3 separate regions of the Sus scrofa genome follow, and all the other regions are linked to region 3. The links are chromatin contacts, called in public HiChIP or PLAC-seq maps. All regions are on one chromosome and are shown on one strand. The core of a region is the stretch at or near the end of the contact, and the rest is flanking DNA. Distances in the headings are between cores, read along the strand shown. Region 1 has its middle 44 kb from the start of MIRLET7C. Region 2 overlaps LOC106508546. Region 3 overlaps LOC106508546.

Region 1 (4,695 bases), core at 386-2,885, 160 kb before region 3:
AGCACAACTTTTAAGGTGGGCCCAGGACATATAACACTTTAAATCTAATTTAAATATATACTGTTGCAGTTAAGAATAAAACAAAAACTTTTTTGCATGTCATAATTTAATACCTCTGAAGCTTGCTATTTCTCTTTGAATCTCCAAACTCTTCAGACAGCCAATATTTCCATGCATACTCTGTAGCTATTTGAGCAATGCCACTTAACAAACACGTAACTTAAAATGCTGGCAACATGATTAAAAAAAATGTTTCTATTTTTAAATAATTGCATTATAAAGCTCAATACTTTTGAAAATACACAACCCCCATCCTGCATATTCACTGAATTTCCTCCGATCTTTTAGCCTTGTTTGTGGTTCGAGAACAGAATTTGTACTTTAGGAATGATCCAAGGTTTAGTAGCATAGAACGCAGGGTAAAACAATCGGACCAGCCATAACATAAAAGTCCTGGCCACAGAAGTGGAATCTGGTTCTTCTGAAGTGGTTGATCTTAAAAGGGAAAAGAGGAGGAAAAAAAAAAAAAACAAAAAAATGGAAAGAATTAGAATGTTTTCCTGTAGAACAGGTGAATCATCCATTTCCAAGTAAGCTGCAAGGAAAGCTATACTGAACAAAATATTTGCTAACTGGCCCCCCTCCTCCACCCTAGTACCACACCCCTTTCCAACCACCACCCCCCACCCTCTGTCCAGATCTTTACTTTGCCTTGTTAAGACTTTAAATATTCTGCTCCATGATGTAATGCATCATTATATAAGATCTCTTTCTGTTTATCGTTTGATTTTCCATACTGAATCAGTTATGGCTTAAAATAGTAAATAGTTAAAAAATAAAATAAAACAAAAAAGCAGCACTCATAAAAAGCAAAAAAATAAAACAGTCCTTAGATATAAGTCCATGCTTTTCCTTAAAACTGAATATGGCTTTACAATTTTTGACCATAGCATTCAACCAATTATTAGAATGAAAAATCTCACCCCTCCATAAATATGACATTAACATAATTATACCACCCCCATCACGGAGACCCATCCTCCTTAGGGAATACATCTGATGCTCCAAAGATGGAAATCAGTCAGATTTTAGTTGCTCTCCAACGTACCTTTGCTTCTCACTGACTGACTGGCTTTTACCCTCCACGCACTCACACGCCACCCCCTCCCCTCGGCTAGACACGGATGCCGGAGCGAGCACGCGCGCGCACAGGCATACAGACACCCAGCGAGAGGCGAGGCAAAGCATCTGATGCTGACTCAGAGCGCTTCTGTGTGCTGGGGGTGGCAGCGGCTGGTATTTTCACTGCGCTCATCATTAACATTAACTCACAGTCTAGCATCCACCCTCTCCCAGACCTGCGGGACTGCAGTATTTGCATGACGCTGTCACTCTAGCTTTTGCAGGTCAGATGATGGAAGAAAAAAAAAAACAACAGAAAGAAAGAAAAGGAGTTAAAAGAAAAAGCCCTCAGAGCCTTCATTTCTTCCAGGGTCTCCTTATTTTTCCACATTTCTACTTCCTCTGTGGCTATGTCTCAGTTGTTTGACATCTTTCCGGAAGAAACTGTCTTGTGCTTCACTGAGCCAGTAGTCAGCAGGTCCACCCCTCACCTCACACTCCGATCCCCACCCTCCCCCAACTCCCAATCAATAAGACAGATCTCCAAATACAGTTGTGGAAACAGGCTCCGACACAGTCTCATCCTGGATTCACTACCTCAGGAAGCAGGCAGCCAGGCTCACACGTGATAGAGAAATAATGCCAGCAAATCTTTAGCAGTCTTAGACTTTATTCTACGCTTTCATTCCCACCCACCCCCATCCCGGCTGACGAAAGAGCAAAAAAAAAACCCTTTCCACTTGTCTCTGAAACCCACAAACAGCTTAAGAGACACATGATTGAGGTGGATCTGTAAAGATCAATCATTTCTATTTACTAATGAAAAAAAACTATGATTTTAATAAAAATAATTGCTTAATATTTTTATTAGCTGTGCTCTCATTTCACAGGAATTACGAGATCTGCCAGGATCTGAATCATCAATATGATTTAAACTGCGCTGAAATCCTAACTTGATGGGATGAAATTAACCGACAGGGATATTAATATATATATATATATATATATATTTACTTTTTCGATTTAAGAACTTTTAAAAATAATAATAAATAGCCGTGTTGATGAATATGTATATCAGTTTTTGAGACTAGAAAATGTTTGCAGGCTATAAATATTAAAGATTAAAGATATGTTTACTTACAATATGGATTTGCACATATATGTGAAAACAATCTACTATGTGCATTGTTACAATAAGAAGTAAAAATTTGGACGCAGTCGTATGTGAGCTACAGTGTTTCATAACATAGAAGGCAGTATATAGGTATTTACCAGTTCCTTTGTTCTTCAACTGTTCCCTTTAATGATAGAACGTGGTAAACTGCCTACCTTTCTTTTCTACACAAGCAATATTTCTGAATAACTTGCCAGACAGAGCCAGCCATCAGTGACTCCGCAGCTTGCAAGAACTAGATACAAAGGATAGAAAAAGTACGATGATTCTCAAGCCAACTCTAATGCTGTCTGGTGCTGGAGAAATTTCGGTTTACCCACACAGACAGATCCCATCATGCACTGCGGCACTGCAGGACCAACTAAGGTAGCAGTCTGGCAGCAGATCTGTGGCAACAAACGTGAAGGACAACCGTTTGCAGAGGTTCCAAAGAAAACATCACACAACCCTTAAAGAGAAAGAAGCAACTGAACTAGGATATGTACCTTTACAATCAGCCCCTCCAAGCTCCTGATTTGAGAGAAAAAGGGGGGAAAGGGAAAACTTAAGAGCAAAAATAAAAAGCACAAATAAAGAAACCGTCACCTGGAGGAAGCTTGGAGTTTACACACTCTCACTAGAGAGAGAAATACAGGAAAGGAAAGAACAGGAGGGGGAGGAAGAAAAGGAAACAGAAAAGGGAGGAGGGAGGGGAATGGTGGATAAGGGGAAAAAAGGAACAGGGGAAAGAGCAAAGAATCACTGAGCATTGAAGTAACAAATAAAATAGGAAATTCGATTTCAGAAACCAAAGATTCCAGATCAGAGTTCGAGCTTAGAATTTACTGAAAACCTGTAACAGAAACTAATGCATACACAGCATAGTTTAAAATACTGATTGTTGGTAAGACGCCTGCTGACTTCCTTCCTGTTCTACGTCTGTGTACTAAACTGGTCATTTCTAAAGTCTCTTTGCTCAGATCCATCTTTTTTTTTCCTCTCTCTCTCTCCAGAATCATCTGTGTCCTTTACGCTATTTTTTTTTTTTTCTAGACAGTTGCCCACAATACTCTGGATAAATTAATGTTGTGACCTTGCCATGGCTATCGGACATAAAATGTCGACTATTTTAATAATTGAACATGTGCTTACAGCAAACTGCCTACTGATATCTTAGCTCTGTGGACAGTCAGCTTAAGCACCTCACTCCCAGCTCTGTGAATCGGAAACAACAGATGCAAATACCACTTTTGTTTTTTCCTATTCCATGCCGTCTCTGAATGTTACATACAGGGAAGACACACACATTATTTAACTTAACAGAAAGCATAAAAACATTAACCAAGGGAGTTATAAGATAAAGAAGAAAGGTTTGAAGAAAAATAATAATTATAAACGAATGGCCATGCATTTAAAATATTTATGTCTGGATCTGAGTTAGTCAGTTGCCCAGTGCCCAGGCTTTTTATCAAGACCACCTTTGAGCCAACAGGAATGTAGCCCTGATTAAATCAATATTTATTTGAAAGAAGATGTATCAGTTCAACTATGGCTGTCATAGACACAAGATTAAGGTCTCTTCTTATTCTAAACGTCTATCCATCAATACTAAAACATTCCTAAAGGACACTCTGACTACAGCCAAACTATTTACAAAATAAAAATTTCAATGTATTTTATATTTAATTTGAAGAAGCAATGCAGTGCAGTCTTCCTAGATCAATTATTTTTAGATGTTATTTGAGTTTTGTTCTATTAACTTAAAAAAATACCTACGATACATCTGGATCTATATCAAATGATGTATTATTAAATTAAAGGAAGCAATAACTACTCTAAAATACTTTAATACGACCTGTCTTCTACCTTACTATTAAGGCAAGGATCATTTCTTGGAAAGGCCATTTGAACTCACTGTTATGAGAGTTATGGGAGTTGCACTTAAAAGCACTTGTAAGGAAGATGAAGGACAAAGTGATCGACAGTTCAAACTTTGACTCAAAATTCATGGATGTGCAGAATATATTGTTTATTATTACTTGCATATTTTGTTTTATTTTATCTGTACTTTTCAACCAACAACATGTACATAACAAATTAAAATTAAATAAGGTAAAAACTCGGTTCCTCTGTTGCCTTAACTATATTTCACATATCCAGGAGCACCTGTGACTGGTAGTTACCATTTTGGACAATGCAACTATAAAACTTTTCAACCGTGAAGAAAGTTTTATTGGACAGTACTGAATTACACTGTCCCATGAAAAGTGTATGGAATAACAGATCACAGGGTCCCAATATTTTCATTCCAGTCTATTTTAAGAGAAAGAATTTATATTGATTTATTTTAAGATCTAAAGTAGGAAATTTTCCTTTGACTAAATAACATCTAAAGTTTTATTTACTAATAGTTTTGAAAT
Region 2 (4,158 bases), core at 1,612-4,111, 130 kb after region 3:
AGAGTCTATAAGGCAGGATGAATAAAAAAGAAAAAAAGATCTTCCCAAAGTAACTTTTAGAATACTTTCTCATTTTTAAACCTAAAAGTCCGTTTTGACCTTGTCTATTTTTCATAATCTGTATATTTGATAAGAGACAGAGGATATATTGCATATCTGCCAATAGGGTGAAAAAGGAACAAACTGAATTTTGCTTTGAGGAATTTATTTTCCAGAGAACAAAACAGAGAGAAGAGAAAAAGAACCTTTGTTTAATGTTATGGGGTCACCTATTGAGATACAGCATCTAAACATAGTTTATGTTGGAATTCTGCCCCCTCATGAGTATTCTTCATTTAGGAGAAGTGCATTTATTCCAACACATTACAAAAGAGCCCGAATGGGTATTCAAATAACTGCTGTAAATCAAAAGATTCTCTTTTTAAGGAAACAATCATAGATTTTTATAGTTTTTGTGCTTTGCTATGGACTTTCTAAAATGATAGAAAGATTCTCATTTGTGCCCCCCCCAACCCCACTATTGAATTGTTCTGGTTTTGTACAGTGTAGAACAATCCTGCAATAATAAAACATTTCAACTTTGTACAAAAGGTGAAGCTTTCCATTTGAAGTTGTTCTTGAACAGAAAAAGAAAAAAAAAAAAAAAAAAAAAAAACAGAAAATGGGCTGACAGCTTTAGAAAATTTAAACAATTCCCCTTGCCAAGATACGTATTTCGTGAGTTTTCTTTAATTTCAGATTTGGTGCATATGTGTCATGCTAACAATGAATGCTTTCAATTTCAGAGTTCAGTTTCTTCTCTCCCTGCTTAAACCAATCTTCACCTTTTAATAGGCAATTATTTTCCTAATCACTTCTTAAAAACTTTTTTCAGAACTGTGAGGCACTAAGCTCCAAGTTATACATTATGGTTGCTTTTAAAACAAACTGAGTTCACTGTAAACTGCAAAATGCACCGGATTGGTAAAAGTACCATAGAACAAGGAAAAGAAGCAAGGAGGCTATACCTCAAAGTATTAGAAAACTTCCATAACTTACAAATTCATACAGATCACAGGTGAATTGGATGAGAAGAATTCTTTTAAAAATGAGCAAAGTAGTATTGACTGTGATTGTTTTAATAGGATATACAGAGTTGTAATATTTTCTCCCATCGGCATTAAACCTCACTTCACAAAATAGAATATTCTCTCATTTTCTCTTTTTATAACCTGTCAACCACATGGAACACAATCTTCTAAATTTAAAAGCAAAGCATAAAACTAAGCTCTTATAATCACAACTATTCATATATATTTTCATTTGAAATATAAGTGCTTCAAAAACCATTTTCTTGTGGCAAAAAAAAAAACTAGTTAGAAAACAAACAAAAAATGCTATATTTTATGATATCTCTATCAGGCATGAAAAGAAAGACAATGGATCCAGTCCTGTGATACCTTACCAAAACACTTTAGCAGTGCTAATTTCAATGTTGCAGACACAAACAGAATAATAAAAATGCATGTGGCTCAGGAGTTGGAATTACAACTGTGATATTTTAAGGATGATTCCACTGGATTCAATTCAAATCCGAAAGATCAATTGATGTTTCATGAACCCAACAAATCTATAATAAAGCTTCCTTCTATTTCAATATTTTAAAATTAATTTACAACTAGCTGTTTAAAAGATTTAATTATTAATAGAAGCATTTTATCTAATGGATTTTTTTTAAAGTTGCACTTGATTTTATGTACCAATGATTCAATATAGAAGGTAGAATATAGAACATGGCTGAGCCAATACTGCAAAGATCCTAATTAGTATCATGCTATAGAAAAACAATGAAGTGATTCTGTCACCAATTACTGACAATTAGCCTAAGTACAACAGTTAATTTCATGGAAATAAAACCATTATAAAATGAAAGGAACAAAGCCTATCATAATTAATAGCATTTGCCTGCATTCCTCTACTGGCTATTTAATTCATGAACTATAAAAGTTTGAAACAACTTGAACAGCTAAACACATACACAAAATTCAAGAGTCTGTGTATCTGGATTTTCCAATTTTTAAGAATCTGTGGAAACGTAATTTAGCAACCGAATTATGTTTATCAAATATTTATCCCCAAACTTTAATATATCTGACACCTGGAATGTGCATTTGTTAGGTGATAAAATGTAGTATATTAAATTACAAAGAAATATCTTGTGATAGTTTGTTATGATCCTGTTTTAATGCATCTAGATAAAATAGTGAACTGCCAATAATTGCTGAAATATTACAACGTTAAAAGTCCCTGACTCCCTTGCACTTTTGTCTCACTCAAACTTTTCACTTGCTTCTTTCTTTAATGTAGCTAGGTTGTCTGTGCTCAGGAGCATGGGGGTGGCTGGCTTGCGCCCCCATGTCAATTTCATCTCACGCCTTAACTCTGCCACAAGTTTCAGAGTTGCAGTGTCATAAGGCATCATGAAGTCAAGTCAAGCTTTAAAATGTTGTTCTGGCTTCTCTTAAAGCTGAAAAGGATTCATTTTTCAAGGTACCTACCAATCAACAAAGTAAAAACAATTCAAGGCCAGTGACTTTTAAAGCCAAACTTCACAAAATGCACCCTTGCTTATGTTTTTCTAGTTTCAACAAGTTCTGAGAACAAAACTTTAAAACCTAAGAAAACAGGGCTATAGGCTACTGCCTAATAAACGGCCATGTCAATTTTAAAACTTTGGGTACACAAATGAAAACATTCTAGAGGTTTTTGGCCATGCAGAGATAAGATCCTCTCTGGGGAGACGACTAGAAACTGCTGGGTCTTTTGTGCAGACTCCTGGAATGTGCTTGCTTTTCATTTCTTTCTTTGTGTCTGGCACACTGGCCTCACAGGCAGTGTCTTAAGCCATGCAGGGTCAGGGCAAACAGAGAACAGCATTCATGGACAGATCAAGTTTATGTGAGAATCTGCTCCTCCGCTGCCCTCAATCTCCATATGAATTGTTAATAAAATCTTAGCCTGAAAGCTCATCACCCCAACAGTGGGGAAGTCATGCAGAGAATCCTCTAGTTCAGAAAAACAAGATTTCTTTATCTTTTTCATCCTTCGCCAGCATTCGTGGGAATTCTGCCATGTAACCTCTTCCTGAACCCCCTCCCCCACCCCCACCTCTCTGCACAACTCACTTGGTCGCACCTGATCATCAGGGAAGGCGGGGAGCTAAAAAGACAAAAGAAACATTCTGACACCCACAGCAAATCTACCACAACATCAACTTTGCCGCTGCAGTAATTTGCTGCTGTAAAAACCTTCAGGCAAAAGGAAATATCAATGCTTAATTTTTTCCAGTTTGTGTCAAACAGCTAGAAAGACTTTCCCATAGCTTTATGACACCGCATGAACTAGAGAGCCACAGATAGAATAAAAGGTCACATAGAAAGTGAAGAACAGTCATACCCTAATTAACTTGATCTCTCCATGCAAATACTGGACAGGAACAAGACTCGATGCAATGTTGCAGGCAATCTTGCAGTGTATCTTCTAACCTTGCTACAGGCTAGCTGGGCCTCTTGTTTCCTCTGCTTTTGCTCCCTGCAAACTGTTTTAATATCGAACGCCTTTCAGAGGGATGGGCTGATGAACGAAAACATGAATTTCCTGCTGCCCTTTAAGGTGGGTTAAAGGGGGTGCTAGCAATCAATTACAGAACAAAAGAACAACAACAACAAAAAAAATGACTTAAGAATCTAAGGAGTGAAAGTGTTACATTCTTTCCAGTTTATTTTTTTAAACTAAGTGCTTCATTTTTATTCACCCTTATCATGAATAGTAAAGAATATCTATTTCATTACAAACTGAAAGTTTACCCAGTACCACCTGAAGTCAATCTATTTTCTGCTCCAAAAGTCTTTAAATGTACTTAACTTCCATTTCACCTTGAAAATGATTTTACGGGGAATAAAAAAGTTTAAAATTTCATTGTACATTCATTTAAAATCTGTGCTTCAGATTTTCGAACTGTTGTTAACATGCAGGTGCATTTCAGAATAAAGAGTTATATTTTCTGTTCCAATTAATATCTTCACCCTAGTAAATCTTTGTTCCCTCATTTTATTTTGGTCAATAAAGCAAAATTAACTTCTAAACTCTTTGCACATAAATTGTTCCACGATATCTTTC
Region 3 (4,217 bases), core at 769-3,268:
TCAAAAATACTTATCAATTTTTTTAATTAAGTTTCTTCCAACTCAAAAAAAAACACATGACTGCGCACTATAAAAGTTTTATATTTTATGACATTTATTTTGCTATGGCCTCTAATTAATCAAAAAACCTTAAACAACAACAGCTAAAATCAGTAGAAACATTTTTCAGTATTTTTAGGATAAATATTCTATCAATTGCAGATAGGTAAAATAATCAAAAAATAAAAATGGAAACAGAAGACAATGTTATGCATTTGTGAGATAGGATTAAAATAAAACTATAAAAATACAATTCAAAAATAATTTTTAAGCAAGAACTCTGTGAAGAAGCAATCTTATTTTTCTTGCACCTGTTTGAAGACAGTAAATGATAAAAATATTCCTGCTTTTCTGAAATTTTGAAATGTCTACCTCATATGTTGACTTCTTTTTCAAAGAGTATCAAAGATTACATCAAATGAGAGTTCAACTGTGAACTCAAATAGAATTATAGAACTTATGCAGGTAAATTTCTACAAATAGCAGCTCTGTATTTGCCTTTCCCCATTTATACTGTATTTTAATGTTGACTGATATAGTAACTTCAAGCACCCTATACCTCAGTGCAACTAATAGCAAGGTAAATACAATATCAAGATTCAGTCAACAGCAATAACAAAAAATATTTTATACATACATAAATTATATAAATACACAAATTGATCTAAAGGAGATCAAGATGCATTTCCTAATGCTAAAATTTACTTAAATTTCACTTTTTTCTATGACCCCAAGTAGCAACAATTTACATTGTTCAGTAAGTAAAAAAGTGAAACTAAGTATAGTGATAAATATATGAAAAACATACCTACTAAGAGAGCTCCAACTCATGTTTCTTTAAAGAATACATCATCAACATTTTTAAAGAGAAAGACGATTACTTTAAAGTGAAAAAATAAAGTTTCACTCTAGGTTACCATCGACTGATCTATGAGGCAAAAATGGCATGTAGTATAGTGATAACAGGATTTCTTAAGAAAAAAAATCAGAGCAACCGAGATCCCACTTTTCTGCTTTTAAATTCTCTGCAGTGTGTCTATTTTTAATATCTAAAGATATTGTTGAAAATGGTTATATAAAATCTGAGGTTGTTAATATCAGATTATTAAGGTACTTCATTGCAACTTGTTAATTTAACTCAAAATATTGGAGTATAAAATAATGTATCAGCTTACAAGACAAAATTCAGTTATAATAAAATCAAAATTGACAGCTTCAAAAATTAGATGAAAGTGACTTTGAGCTTCAGCATTCCTTTCATTTCAAAAAAAATCATCATTTTTATTGTGAAAAAGCAATTAAATACAATTATTTAAAGTTATTCGGTCATGCTTATATATCAAGCACCTCTATTAAAACATTTGTTATAAATACTATCAAGGTGTTAATAGATTTTTTAAAATTATACAGTACTTCTAATATGTTTTAGAATGCTAAACACCATGGTATTAAAATATATAAAAATCTCATTTAAAAATGTTAAGCTTAATTGTGCTCACACTGAAACTTCTAGAAAACTTCATTACTTACTGTCCACTGAGTATTACTTACAGAGATTAACAATTTTAAGAATTCATCTTTTATTTATTCTGAAGTGTTTTGAATAACCCTTTCGTACTGTATACTTCTCAGTGAGATAACCATCCCTACTCTGGTCTTCTGAGAAAAACAAAAAAATCAGTAAACATTTTCCTCTAAGATTGTTCTTGTTACAGCTTATTTTAGGTGCCCACAAGGAGAAATTCATAATTCTCAAGGCAACAATATGAGGAAAATTTTTTTAAATGCTTGCTTCATATTTATGGTATAAAGTCATTATGACATGCCTGCACAACTGGTTATGGCAGCTTTCAGACATGATTTCTAATAAATTTTTTTTTTTTTTTTTTTTTTTTTTTTTTGCTCCAGGTTCTTTAGAGAAAGCTTGCCGCTGGGAAGTTGATTTTGGCCAAGTGCCAAAATCATGTGCAAAGGGGCCTCATTAGGGATTCATGGCAGCCTTCAGCACTAACAAAAAATGTGACCCAACAGGCTAAATCAGCGACTAAAATTAAAAAGTAAGAGACAAAGACAACTTACTTAATATTCCTTCCAAAGCAACATTAAACTTTTTTGGTAATTAAACCCTTGTTAGTCTAATGCAGTGTTCCTCTGTTCTCAAATGATTGTACAATTACTCTTTAAAACTTGTCAATTTCCCTTCTAAATACACTTTCTTTCTGTGGCAGTTTACAAAGATTTTGCTATATAATAAAACTCTATATCCACTATAATCAGTGCAACAGCAGAAAACAAAATCGTAAAAATGCCGACCACAGTATTCCCTTAAGATTTAAACAAACAAACAAAAAAATAAGCAAACAAATAGTACCTTTTAAACTTCTACCAAAGTGATCAGGCACACTCCAAACTCCTGTCGCTGGTGATGAATCATTCTCGCTGCCCAACTTTCCCCCCCAAAAAAGTAGATTTGATACGCAGCCTTACCTAGATGTCTTCTGGCTTTTCTGCAGATCAAAAAGTTTCCTGCCTAAGCACACAGATATTCTTTCACAAACCATAAAGGCCCTTTTATGAATCCAGCACTGTAACAGGCTGCCTTCCACACCATGTTGAGAGCCCAGTGCGTCAGTTCTCAAGATAAAATACATGGCTAATACACAATTAGTGGGAGAAGTTGCCTGCTGGAGAATTTATCTTAACGAAAGAAGGAAAAAGAGGAAAAAGCAGCTTTTTTTCTTTCTTTCTTTCTTCTTCTTTTTTTTTTTTTTTTTTTTTCTGGAAAAAGCGAAGAGGGTGCGGTCAGATGTTAGGTTTTGCCTGAGAAAGGCCCTACACTGCACTAGTACCTAAATACTAGCAGAAGCTGCCTGGGAAGAGAGCCAATGGAAGGACTTTGTTTGACCCAGCTGCCAATCTCCCCTGAAGCCGTGCGCCAGACTAAACACTCACACTATTTTAACTCAAATCAGGCTACAGCAGCTGTTTGCTTTCCGGCTCTGAACGCTGCACCCACCATGGCCTGTGTGGTTCACCCAGCGAGCTGTGCTCACTGCCTGGCTAAAATCTGTTCTGGGTTGGGAATTTTTCATTGGAGAGTAAAATTTAACCCTACTCCTAAAGATGATGTTTGTTGTTTGGCATTTGGATCTGGCAATTTGGAATAATTTTATGATCTATTAAAAGAAATGTGATATTTTATACCACGGAGGAGAACTGGAATTTGAAAGTAACAATGATTCATGCATTTTTTTTGAAATTCCAACTTCAATTCTTCTGACATATTCAAGTTAACACTAAAACTGCTACACTAAAATATCATATAGCAATAAACGAGGGCCCTACCTAGTACCTCTAAGATCAAAGATGGTACCCATTCAACCCACCCAAACTTCTTCCACTTTACCAAGATGGAAAGCTGGCATCATTGGACTGGAGACTCACATCATTCTGAGAGTTAGTACTTACTGCTTAATGCTCTGGAAAATTCCTCCAGAAGCAACACCTAAGCACACAAGTACTTTGTTTTCCTTATATGAGAAAGTACCCAGTGGTCCAAGTGATCTTTCCTAAATTTCTAAGCATATTTAGCTACCAGGCAGAGTGTGAAAATAATGTCTTAAATGGCAAAAGATGAAAATTTGCCCACTGGTAGCCTAAAGTGAAAAGGACATCAAAAAGAAGTTAGGAGAGGCATGATTTCAGTAATAAAGTGATCTGATAAAGTAGGGAGAAGAGATCTGATAATGAAAAGTTATTGCACATAACATAGGAGCCAAACATTATGTACCTGCTGAAAATAAGTCAGGAAGTCATTCAACAAAGGGAAGGGAGAGAGAAGTTGAGTGGACTGTGATAACATAGACTCACTCCTGACCAAATGCCTAATTATGGATAACAGTCATGAGAGAAGATAGCATCTTTTCATTTAAGGATTTTAATTTCTGCTGTTGCTTAGGAGTAGAAGGATGTTTCTCCATTGAGGGCAAGTAGCCAGTAAGACTTGTACTTTTTTTTTTTTTTTAACTAATAACTAATTTGGTTCACACCATAGCCAGAAGATGACCAAAAAAGAAATATTTCTAATATACTGTAAAAGCGTCTTCAGGGATTGTTTCAGAAAGTTGTTTCTTTTGCCTTAGCAGAGAGATTACTTTGTTTCTATCGCTGCCCTCCAA

Evidence for each region. HiChIP or PLAC-seq counts read pairs in DNA pulled down with a chosen protein or histone mark.
Region 1: a contact with region 3 is called in an H3K27ac HiChIP or PLAC-seq map of skeletal muscle. The contact joins two enhancer-like sites. A contact is called at or near these places in 7 of 47 Hi-C or Micro-C datasets (fetal skeletal muscle, heart right ventricle, mesenteric adipose tissue and 2 more) and 1 of 2 datasets of contacts at active chromatin or transcription factors (skeletal muscle).
Region 2: an H3K27ac HiChIP or PLAC-seq map of skeletal muscle shows a contact between it and region 3. The contact joins two enhancer-like sites. A contact is called at or near these places in 1 of 47 Hi-C or Micro-C datasets (skeletal muscle) and 1 of 2 datasets of contacts at active chromatin or transcription factors (skeletal muscle).

Annotation. Positions count from the first base shown.
Region 1 is chr13:181,344,966-181,349,660 of Sscrofa11.1, reverse strand. It overlaps a transcript of LOC106508546 not described here. Among named protein-coding and RNA genes, the nearest start is that of MIRLET7C, 44 kb to the right of the region's middle. Within about 2 kb of position 1,635, at least 59 of the 83 cell types and tissues checked have an H3K27ac peak or open chromatin away from gene starts, as enhancers often do. A contact at or near this core is called in fetal skeletal muscle and skeletal muscle, where this site is marked.
Region 2 is chr13:181,055,479-181,059,636 of Sscrofa11.1, reverse strand. All of the region lies in intron 3 of LOC106508546, which reads right to left. Among named protein-coding and RNA genes, the nearest start is that of MIR99A, 240 kb to the left of the region's middle. Within about 2 kb of position 2,861, at least 35 of the 83 cell types and tissues checked have an H3K27ac peak or open chromatin away from gene starts, as enhancers often do. A contact at or near this core is called in skeletal muscle, where this site is marked.
Region 3 is chr13:181,188,307-181,192,523 of Sscrofa11.1, reverse strand. All of the region lies in intron 5 of LOC106508546, which reads right to left. Among named protein-coding and RNA genes, the nearest start is that of MIR99A, 110 kb to the left of the region's middle. Within about 2 kb of position 2,018, at least 18 of the 83 cell types and tissues checked have an H3K27ac peak or open chromatin away from gene starts, as enhancers often do. A contact at or near this core is called in fetal skeletal muscle and skeletal muscle, where this site is marked.